Linked DNA regions of Gossypium hirsutum: region 2 is linked to region 1. The links are chromatin contacts, called in public Hi-C maps. All regions are on one chromosome and are shown on one strand. The core of a region is the stretch at or near the end of the contact, and the rest is flanking DNA. Distances in the headings are between cores, read along the strand shown. Region 1 holds the start of LOC107951386 (transmembrane protein 120 homolog). Region 2 holds the start of LOC107944720 (60S ribosomal protein L9).

What was found. Hi-C and Micro-C count contacts between places; a contact is called where the count stands out from the background.
Region 2: a contact with region 1 is called in a Hi-C map of leaf, with 5 times the contacts expected there. The contact joins the promoter of LOC107944720 here to the promoter of LOC107951386 in region 1. A contact is called at or near these places in 13 of 34 Hi-C or Micro-C datasets (anther, callus, hypocotyl and 2 more).

The regions. Positions count from the first base shown.
Region 1 is chrA02:41,576,811-41,582,449 of Gossypium_hirsutum_v2.1, reverse strand. It overlaps LOC107951386 (transmembrane protein 120 homolog), which reads left to right and starts at 3,414. Exons shown (of 11, transcript XM_016886433.2): 1 at 3,414-3,592; 2 at 3,684-3,935; 3 at 4,033-4,111; 4 at 4,222-4,316; 5 at 4,609-4,713; 6 at 4,799-4,878. The coding sequence starts at 3,705. It overlaps LOC107951385 (probable methyltransferase PMT18), which reads left to right. Exons shown (of 7, transcript XM_016886427.2): 3 at 159-884; 4 at 1,092-1,302; 5 at 1,443-1,740; 6 at 1,849-2,316; 7 at 2,403-2,919. The coding sequence starts at 189. The coding sequence ends at 2,631.
Region 2 is chrA02:41,909,928-41,915,566 of Gossypium_hirsutum_v2.1, reverse strand. It overlaps LOC107944720 (60S ribosomal protein L9), which reads left to right and starts at 2,767. Exons shown (of 3, transcript XM_016878547.2): 1 at 2,767-3,258; 2 at 3,736-3,858; 3 at 3,958-4,198. The coding sequence starts at 2,884. The coding sequence ends at 4,044.

The sequences.
Region 1 (5,639 bases), core at 2,165-4,664:
AATTGAATATTGCAATGCATTCTTAGAATCCCACCTTGCAATTACTTGTGTTGTCTTTCAACTTTTATGTGCAAGAGAAGTTAAGATTAGTTTTCAGTTCTGCTGCAATGTTTCAATTCTAATGTTTTCCTCTTCACATTTGCTTTGTTGTATATCAGCTTGTGATGAGATAATTGCCTTTGATCCTGATGGCCAAAGAGTACAGTGGATCACCAAAGCATCATCATCGACTCGAAGTGCAGAGGAACCGCCTCACTTGGATTCTAGGGGTTAGTTTCCTCTGCATATTGTTTTATATGTTGGGAGCTTGGCAGCGTTCTTCTACCCCCACCACTACTCAATTTAGTGCATACAATAAAGGTGGCTGTGATAGTCATGTTACTACATCCGACAACGGCAATGCTGCAGTTGGTCATCCATCATCAACCAACTTGGACTTTGCAAGCCATCATCAAGTTGTGCTTAACAGTTCTAAAACAGTCAATCAGTTCCCATCATGTGATATGTCATTCAGTGAGTACACCCCCTGTCAAGATAAAGTGAGAGGAAGGAAATTCGATCGTAACATGTTGAAATACAGAGAGCGGCATTGTCCCGCGAAGGAAGAACTTCTCCGTTGTCTTATACCTGCTCCTCCACAATATAAGACCCCTTTCAAGTGGCCTCAGAGCCGAGATTATGCCTGGTACAGCAATATCCCCCACAGAGAACTCAGCATTGAGAAGGCTATTCAGAATTGGATTCAATTAGAGGGTAATCGTTTTAGATTCCCTGGGGGAGGTACCATGTTCCCTCGGGGAGCTGATGCATATATCGATGATATTGGCAGGCTCATTCCTCTTACCGATGGAACTATTAGAACAGCAATTGATACTGGCTGTGGGGTAAGTAACGAATATCCTTTTCAATTTACTTGCATCTTTTCCCATGCTTCGTAATTTGTTGCTGTCTATTTTGGGCTATAAATCTTTTACAATCATCAATTGCTTTCGACTCCTGTTCTATTACGAAGTCCATATCCACTTTCAGTCTATGTTATTAACTGGTACTTCAATTGCTAGTAATTATTTTCTTCTTTACCCTGGTGTTAGGTTGCAAGTTTTGGTGCTTACCTCTTGAATAGGAATATCTTGACAATGTCTTTTGCTCCAAGAGATACGCACGAAGCACAGGTCCAGTTTGCGCTGGAACGTGGAGTTCCAGCAATGATTGGAATTATGGGGTCACAGAGGCTTCCATACCCCGCTAGGGCTTTTGACTTGGCTCATTGTTCTCGCTGCTTGATCCCTTGGCAAAAATATGGTAAGGGATCTGCACGTCTTTTTTCAAAAATGAGATTAACTCTGTTAGGAAGGTGCAATGACCGTTTTACTACCCTCTATCTCCTTGCTTTATAGGTTTAAAAGTTGTGTTAAGCTAATGGTTTCATTTAATTAGTATAGATGGTTTGTACCTCGCTGAAGTGGACCGGATTCTACGGCCTGGTGGTTATTGGGTTCTTTCCGGTCCCCCTATTCACTGGAAGAAGTTCTGGAGAGGCTGGGAAAGGACACGGGAGGACTTAAAACAAGAGCAAGATGCTATTGAAGATGTTGCCAAAAGCCTATGCTGGAAGAAAGTGATTGAAAAGAATGATCTATCGGTTTGGCAAAAGCCCATTAACCATGTTGAGTGTCTCAGAAGTAAGAAGCTCTTGAAAGCACCGCACATGTGCGAGTCAGATGATCCAGACACAGCTTGGTACTCTCATTGGTGTCCTTCATGTTCTTGTTTCCTCCTTGATACATACTCTGTTATTCATATTGTCCACTGTGGTCTCATTTTCCTTTTGTCATTTGTGCTAAAAAGGTACCGGAATTTGGAAGCTTGTGTAACTCCACTTCCTGAAGTAAGCAGCTCAGATGATGTTGCTGGTGGGGCAATGGAAAAATGGCCAGAGCGAGCATCCGCTGTTCCTCCTAGAATTAGGAGTGGCTCAACACCAGGCATCACAGCTGAGAGATTCGAAGAGGATAATAAACTTTGGAAGGAAAGAGTAGCACATTACAAACGAATCATTAGTCCACTTCCCACTGGACGATATCGGAATATTATGGACATGAATGCTTACATTGGGGGATTTGCAACAGCTATGTTAAATTATCCAGTTTGGGTCATGAACGTGGTCCCTGTAAATTCAAACCATGACACTTTGGGAGTTATTTATGAGCGAGGTTTAATTGGTACCTACCAGGACTGGTGTGAGGCATTCTCAACATATCCAAGAACATATGATCTCATCCATGCTAGTGGCTTGTTTACTTTATACCAGAACAGGTAATGTTATGAGAGGTGGTATTCTCAATCATGAGCACGTAATTCGTAATTGTGGTTGAACTGATGTTATATATTTTTCATTGAAGGTGTGACATCACTTACATCTTGCTGGATATGGATCGGATTCTGAGGCCGGAAGGGACCGTTATATTTAGGGACACAGTGGAGCTGCTTGTGAAGATCCAGAGTATAACAGATGGAATGAGATGGAAGAGTCAGATAATTGACCATGAAAGCGGACCTTTCAATCCAGAGAAGATTCTTGTTGCTGTCAAAACATACTGGACTGGTGAAGCAACTCAAAAACAGCTCTAACTGGGATTTCAATCATCTCTCTTTTCTGCACTTCATTTGTCACAATTTTTCGTCTTGGGAACAGTCAAAATCACTGAAATTTCACCCAAGATAAGGGTAAAAGGGTGGGTTTGATTAAAATTATTGATGGTATAATTTCATTGATGCACTGTAATACTAAGCAGATTCTCTTTGTACTACAAATCTAGCGGATACTGCCATTGTCTTAAGCTAAATAGATATGTACACTGTCTGCAGTAATTGAAAAGTAGGCTCTCTGTAGCCTACCCCTACAGTTTTTGAATTAAATGATCAATCATATACATTGCAATGCGAGATGATAAGGTAGGGATTAGAAGATAAACCTGTTTGTCTTCTTCAAAAGCAGCAGCCACCGCATATTCAAAGAACTGTGGTGCACTGTTGGAAATGTGATCTTAGAAAATAAAATGTTCATTCGAAAGAAAAGCTTAAACAAAAGCTTCTGTAAGTTCTTTCAAATTGGTTTTTCTTCAGCAACTCTTTGTACAGAAGCTTGTAATAGCCCGTAAGGCCAAGGAATCCCCTTTGTTGTAGTTATATTCATCGGAATTGGCCATTGTTGATTTCCAGCCCTTGAGCTTAAACATCAAACTGACCAACTAATGCCAATGGCCATGCAACAGATAATAGGTAGTTGCTAGAGGGTGATAGCCAAGCATTGAAATGAAAATCCTTTGCTTTAGGGGCTCTGCCTGCCCCCATGTGGGGTTATGAAGCTCACTCAATAAAAGGCGAAAGAGACCGTTGGCTAGTAGTGGGCATTGAGGCCAACAAAGGCCAAGGTTGTTCTTGCCAATGCTGCCTGCTAGTCAACTTGGACCCTCTTAGGCTAAAATTTTTCTCAAATAAATGGACAAAATGACGAATAAAATTAAAATAATAATAATAATAATTTGAATGGTGTTGCGTGGGAATGCGGGACAAATTACTCGCGGTCCACGTAATAAAAGAACCAGAAATCCTTTTCCTTTGATTTGCTTTCCCTTTCATGGTACCATCGTTCATTTTAATTTTTTTTTTTGAATAATCAGGAAAAACCCAAGGAGTAGAAAATGGAGAATGTGGAGGAATCGACGAATGAAATGGAAGAAGAAGTAGGGAAGGTGATGGAGCAAGCCAGAGAGTTGCAAGAAGCAGGCGCGGGCCTCATATCCATGATATCCAACGACGAGCAATCTCTTCGCCTAAAGGCGAATTCTCTCGATTCCTCTATTCGCCACCTCCGTTCCTCCATTACTACCGTTCTCTCTCAGAAGCTTTTGGATCCCAAACTTGCAGACAAGGTAAACTCCCCACTTTGCATCTTCTTTTTTCGTTTTTCATTTTCCATTTTTAAATTTGGAAAAAGAAACAAATCCTGAAATTTGGATCTGAAAACAGCTGGAAGAGGATTTACAGACAGCGATATGTATTATAACCGATGGAGACGCTGCTGGTTTTCTTCCTGCCAATGCTCAGGGTATAATAATTTCTTTCTTTCTTTTTTCTTTTAAAATTTTAGTAATTTAATTTTCCTGGTATTAGAGTTATGAATTGATTAATAATGAAATGGAAATTGGGGAATGGCAGGTTGGTATCTAAGGATGTTTCTGGGACCAATCAGTGTTCGTGCATCTCGCAAAGAGATCCAGTTGAAAGCTAAGGAGGAATATAATAGCTACAGAGTAAGCATTACTTCACTATAACTCTCCTTTTCTAAAATTCGATTCTTTGATTGTCTTGTTGTTGGCATCCCAATATGCCCTTCAATTTCACTATTGCATCAACTCAATTTCACATATAGCCTCTTTTTTGCATTTAGTTACCCCTTACTATTGTATATTTAGACATCTGAAAGTTGTAGTATAAGTTTTTCTGATTCATGATCTATCCGTGAATCATTTTTTTATAAGCTAAAAGAGAAGATATTTGAAATTTAACTATATATTCTTAATAAATTCTACCTCCCTTCAACAGGATAGGACTGCCTTAATGTTTATTCTTTTTCCATTAATTTTGCTTATTTTACGATCGTGGATATGGGGAGGATGCTTGCCTGCATTTCCAGTTCAGTTGTACGAGGTATTTTATGAATTATTCCTTAGGGTTTTTGTTTGAGAGTCAGTTCCTTTGTTATTGGTTTAATGCTGAGTATATGCTCTATTAGGCATGGTTGTTGTTCCTTAACACTGGTTTGGCTTTGCGAGAGAACATATTGCGAGCAAATGGAAGTGACATTCGTCCATGGTAATTGCATGCCATCTTTTTTTTTCTTTTCAAATGTTTTCCAAAAGCAAGCATGTTTACTTTCTAGTTTTGTTTTGTATAAATGGAACTTTTTCAAGAAAAATGAATTTGTAGTGTGCAGTAATCTTGAGATTATAGTAACTTGAGAGATGTTTTAATGTCAATGTAAATGGTGACTTGTGGCAAAGATCATATTGGAAAATGTGGAAAATGTGTTCATACTCCTAGCACCTCTCTACTTTTTGTTACTCTTTTATGGGTCACTACATGCTTTTAAATTAGGCTTTCTTGGTTTGTGATGTAATGCCTAGAAAGGTACAACATTGGAAAAAATTCAGAAACTAGTTTCCTTGTTCTGGTGTATGTTTATGCACTAATGTTAATCATCCTTGCCATGTTTTATTTTCCTTTTGGAGTAACCATATCATGTTAATGATTCTCTCATACCCTCAAGTTGGTGGACTTGTGCAATTGTTTAGGACTATTAGATTTGATGGATGCACCGTACAGAGTGCTTGCTTGTGTGTGATTATGTGGGTGTATGGAGATGGGAAGTTAGTGAGTAAGACACTTGAGAAGGTTTGGACATCATAAGATCGTCAAACTGGAAAGAAAGGACTTAAGAAGAGGGAGGTCATTAGTATGGTTTTCTATCTTATTGTAATGATGACATTGTTTCTCATTAAGTTTTGAGCATGGAGTACACCCTCTCAATTGTTGATGTGAAGACATAAAAAGACAATGGTGTCCATTATCTTGCT
Region 2 (5,639 bases), core at 1,518-4,017, 330 kb before region 1:
CCTGCAATCAGGTTCGATCTAAAAAAAAAAAACCAGCTAGGTTTAGGGTTTTCACAAGCTAGTTCGAGTAATTGGCGCCTTATTATGATAGGAAATCGATTAAAAATTTACTTGGTATAGGAGGCGCTTCAACGTAGTCCACAACATGTAACTCAAGATGAGATTCTTTCACATGCTAGAGTTTACATACTCTAGTTAATAAAATCTAAAAAAAAAAAATTAATAAAACAATTCATTATTTATCTCCCATTAAATTAATTCTCAATCAATCATATAAATGGAGATCAAAGGAGATCAAAGAATTTGATATATTTATAAAAAGCTATGTAAGTCATCAAAATAAAAAAAAATAATGAATAAATGATTACCTTATGATTTTGTAATTGTACGTATGATACCAAAAACACGTATCTCTTTTATTCAACTTTTTATTCTTATTAAAAAAAACATAAGCAAATGCTATAAAATATATGACAATATAAATGTTTATATCTAAAAAAAATTAAGAGAAATAATAATTGTGACCATATAACTTATTCGAAGAATTATATTACATTATATTAATTAATTTTTTGTAGCTTTTTTGGATGTACCAAGATCCAAAGATTTCTGGCATACTACTAGTGGATGTAAGTATGCATAACCAAGTTTTTAACATGTGCACACTACTTTTATGCTTATCCGTCATTTATTAGAATCAAAGTGATTATATTTTATTTGCATAATCAAAGAAATTCTATTAGATCTAACCAACTTCAATACCTATCTTATTTTTTATTTGCATTTTAAGAAAGAGTGCAATTAGATAATTATTCCTGATGAGAATGTTAACATCCAACCAATTATGCTTTGATCAATAATGGTAATTTTGCACCATTTAACCTTATTACAATTGGTTTAAGGCCCACGATGAACCACATTTATATTAGTCAGGAGAGCATCATCAACTTCTGAAAAATGGGTATTATTAAGTCGTTGGAAGAGGAATATGCAAGCGTGTGTTGAACCTGACGAAGTCGTCCAACCTGACAGGCGAAGTATCCACCGCCTTGTGGCTGAGCCACTCAAGCTGCCCAATCGCCCAAAGCTACTGAACCTGTCCAAGTTGTTGAACCTATGCAACCGGACAAACATGTCAATCTTCCAAATGAGAAATCTGGCTTTAATATACTAGATCAATCGAACTTGTTAACTACTAGGAGTTGAGAGACCCTATAAGCAATTGGCTAATATGCAAGAGTTGAGGTTTGGTGGCGAATTTTAGAATCCGAGGTGAGTCGAGAGATCGTGAGTATCTAAAGTTAACAATGGATAATTCCTGATCAATTTGACTAAGCCTAATCATTAGTTTCTAATTAAACTAATCAACCACTACATTTTACACTTGAGAGGAAAGTTTTTAATTGAGATTGTTTTAGTTCAGTAGTTTAAACAATTTTGCTTTGTTTTTTTAGTAATTAGAATAAAATTCCTTTAAGTCGGTCTGTTCATAATCATGAATTTAATTAGATTAGTAATTTAGGTTAATAATTATAAGTATTCAAAACCTAAATTTGAAGTAAATTATTTTCTTTTGGATTTGATTATTAGAATACTTTCATCCAAGTATCTATTGTATTATAACTTAACAACAACTGCACACCTGCAGCTTCAAATGACAATAAATTTAAATAGTACTTTAAGACACACTCAATAATTATTAGGTTCTTTGCATGTGCCAAATAATATTTTCTTTAGAAAGAGGCTAGGCATATATTATATCTTAGGTTGGATGCGCAAAGAAACCTATAAGGCAAAAAGAAATCCACAAGGAAGTTTATGCTTTGAAATGTTGTCTAATGCTTAAATAAGAAGAGGTAACAAAAAAAAAATGAAAAAATGAGTTTTTTTTTTCAGAATAAGTGAATAACGGTAAGACCAAGGGCAAAACTAGAAAATTACTTTGGGACAAAGATAAATCATAATTTTTTTAGGAGAGAGGAAGTGAAGAGAAAATTTATTATTATACTAATTTTTAATTATTAAAATTTTGAACGCATCATAAGAAAATTTTACCATTTTTGGGGTGGAGGCAGGGCTATCGCCTTCCCCTGTCTACACATTGGGTAAGGTTGGAAAAGATAGCCTTTAGCTACTCTAGGGCTACTAATTACATGAGAATTGCACGGGCCAAATTATCCCTTGCACACTTAAATTATTATACATTTTGGTCATTATTCACAATTATTATTATTATTTTTAAATAATTTCATTATAGGTTCTGATCAAATCTACTTAACACAATACTTAAAATTACTTATAGTTCCTCCCTAATCTATAAACAAGATAATAATTCGTTTTAGTACACTCGAACACATGTCCTCTTGTATAGACAACAATATTCATGACAATCGAATTAAGATTCAATCGATTGGTCATTATTCATAATTAAAAATTTAATAAAATGAAATAATAAATTACATATAATTAAAAAATAAGCAACTAACTACAAAAAGGAGTACAAATATGCAAGTGTTTGAAGAAATTCTTAAATAGTTATTACTTGTTATTGAGATTAATGGAATAGTAAATTTTGGTTTAGACAATTTGTTGATTAAAAAAAAAGAGCAACTGAATTAATTAACTTTTGATAAATACACAAGTTTACATTAATTCAATTTATTGCTTATTATCTCGAAAAATAAGCTTTTTAATTGGGCCGGACTCTCACAGCAATCTATTTTTCTCCTCTATTTTCTGCTCTTAACCCTAAAGCCGGCCCAAAACTGAATCCTTATACTAATAAATTATATAACATTACAGCCTTTAAGTTATAGGGTTTTTACACTCTACTTAGTCCCTCCATCGAAGCCGCACCGAGGAAGGAAGCAGAAGGCAAGCAAAATGAAGACCATTCTTTCTTCAGAGACAATGGACATCCCTGATGGGGTTGATATTAAGGTGAAGGCCAAGATGATCGAGGTTGAAGGTCCCAGGGGTAAGCTCATCCGTAACTTCAAGCACCTCAACCTCGATTTTCATCTTATCAAGGACGAGGAGAGCGGCAAACGCAAGCTCAGGATCGAGGCTTGGTTTGGCTCTAGAAAGACTAGCGCCGCCATCCGTACTGCTCTCAGCCACGTTGAGAATCTCATCACCGGCGTCACCAAGGGCTACCGTTACAAGATGAGGTTTGTTTATGCTCATTTTCCCATCAACGCCTCCATCACTAACGGCAACAAGTCCATCGAGATCCGTAATTTCCTTGGCGAGAAGAAGGTCTTCTCTCTCTCTCTCTCTCTCTCTCTCTCTCTCTCCGTTCTTTTAATCTCTTATTGAATCGAAATCACATTGACACTGTTGATTTAATTCCCTTTATTTGTTTTTTTTTGTTTGAATAAGGCATTTATTATTGTTTTTATCATATATTAGGGCTTTTTTTGTTTCATTTTCTTTTTGGCCTATTCAAGCGTACGATGCTGTTGAAATGCTACATTAAGAGCATATGTTGATTCATATATTTTGTTTGTTTAATGTCAACACCCTTAGGACTTGACAACCTAAAATTCTTATATTTTCTGGAGTTCTGGTTGCATTGACTGATGTAGAGAAATGGGCAGGCATTGTTTTTACATCTTGAACCAAATTGTTCATGTTTTAGGGTTCAAGTAACCAAATATGAAACATGTTCAAGAGTTTGATAAGTTCCTTGTATTCCAATGACATTATGTTAACGTTTGCACCGGTGAACATTAGGTGCGAAAGGTGGATATGTTGGAAGGGGTATCCATTGTTCGATCAGAGAAGGTTAAAGACGAGATCGTGTTGGATGGTAACGATATCGAACTTGTGTCACGCTCGGCAGCTTTGATAAACCAGGTAGGCCCTCTGTCGATCCCTTTTAAACACTGAGATTGAAGCTGGAGATGATTGATATTTGGTATTTATCTTGATGAATGTGAATTTTGATTGGAACAGAAATGCCATGTGAAGAACAAGGATATTAGAAAGTTCCTTGATGGTATCTATGTTAGCGAGAAGGGCAGGATCGCTGAAGAAGAATGATTGGTACGGTATCTCTTGTTTCATAGTGTTATAATGCTCTGCTTTGGTTTTCAGACTTTAGATTATAAGGATGTTATCTTATATTTGTTTCATCTTTATGTTTTGCGACATTGAGCTCCTTTCATCAATGACTTGGAATGCAATTTTTCGGCAACCCTTTTGCTGCAATTTAAGAAGGCATGAAAGCCTTTGGTTTAAAGACTTGATTATCATCCAAATTATTGAAAATAAGATAAGATACGATATATTTAAGCATTTTAGGATATATTCTGAAAAAGAATGCTACCATAAACAAATATTTTTTTAAGAAGCCTTACTTGTAATATTTAAAGTTCAAATATGATAATTTGACAATTTTAACCTTATATTTTCAAATAAGTCATTCGCATGCAAGATAAAATAAGAGGTCAAAAGAGCAAACAAACATATCAAGAAGAAATCGAGCGTCGGTAGCACTGTCACCAGTAGAAACTGGTGTCCTGTAGAAAGTGGGAGGAGGGTCAGGTGAGAAGCGGTGCGTCGGCAGTCACACCAACCCATGGCTGAAAAAGGATGACAAAAGAAAAAAAAAAAAGCAGCCCAAGGAGAGGGGGAGACAGGCTACTGATTCTAAAGCCATCACTCAACTAATCATGGAGGGAACAGTTGGTATTAAATATTCAGAAGAGTTATTAAATAATTTTTATATATTTTCAATGGGTATACTATGGTAGAGGTTAACCGATTATAGTTTTTTTTTCTTTTTTATAACTAATTTTTAAAAGTTACAAAATAATCATTTGACTATTAATAGATTTATTTATTTTTGTCATTTAACTATAAAAAGTTATAAAATAATTATCTAACTATTTAATTTTTGTCTTTTATGGTCATCAGTTGACCTACGTAGAAATAAAATTACCCAAAAATTCAAGATAGACCTACGTAGAAATAAAATTATCCAAAAATCCAATATAAAAAAAAAGACAATTGAATACTTGAATAATCATTTTGTAATTTTTTATAGTTGGGTAAAAAAACAGAAAATTACTAACAGTTGAATGACAATTGTAAATTTTCATAGTTGGGTAAATACAAAAGTAGTTTAGCCATTTTTAACTTACTCTAAGCCTTCAAACCATGGTAGTCGGTACCGTACCAAATAATATGTACCATTCCGATCTTAAACCGATACCAAGTTTTATATGTTATGTTTTGGTTAAATTTTTGATGTGTTTCAATCAATATTGACTTGTACCAACTTGTACTGGTTGGTATAATATTTTGATATTTTAAACCAATTTTTAAATTTTATTCCTAACCATTTTAATTTTTCTACAATTATAGTTAGTAAATAAAATTATTGAACCTAATTATTAATTTTAAAACATATATTTACATATAAATATATTTATATGTATGTGATTAAGTCATATTTGTATGTATATGTAATATATAATTTATTTATTTTTACCAAAATAATATATTGTTTATTAAGAAACTAAAAATAAGACTATAAATATATATGTGAAAAATATTTAAAAACTTTGATAAACCTAAAGCGGCTCATCGAAATATGTTGATATTGGTACGTATTAGTATCAAGGCTAAAATGG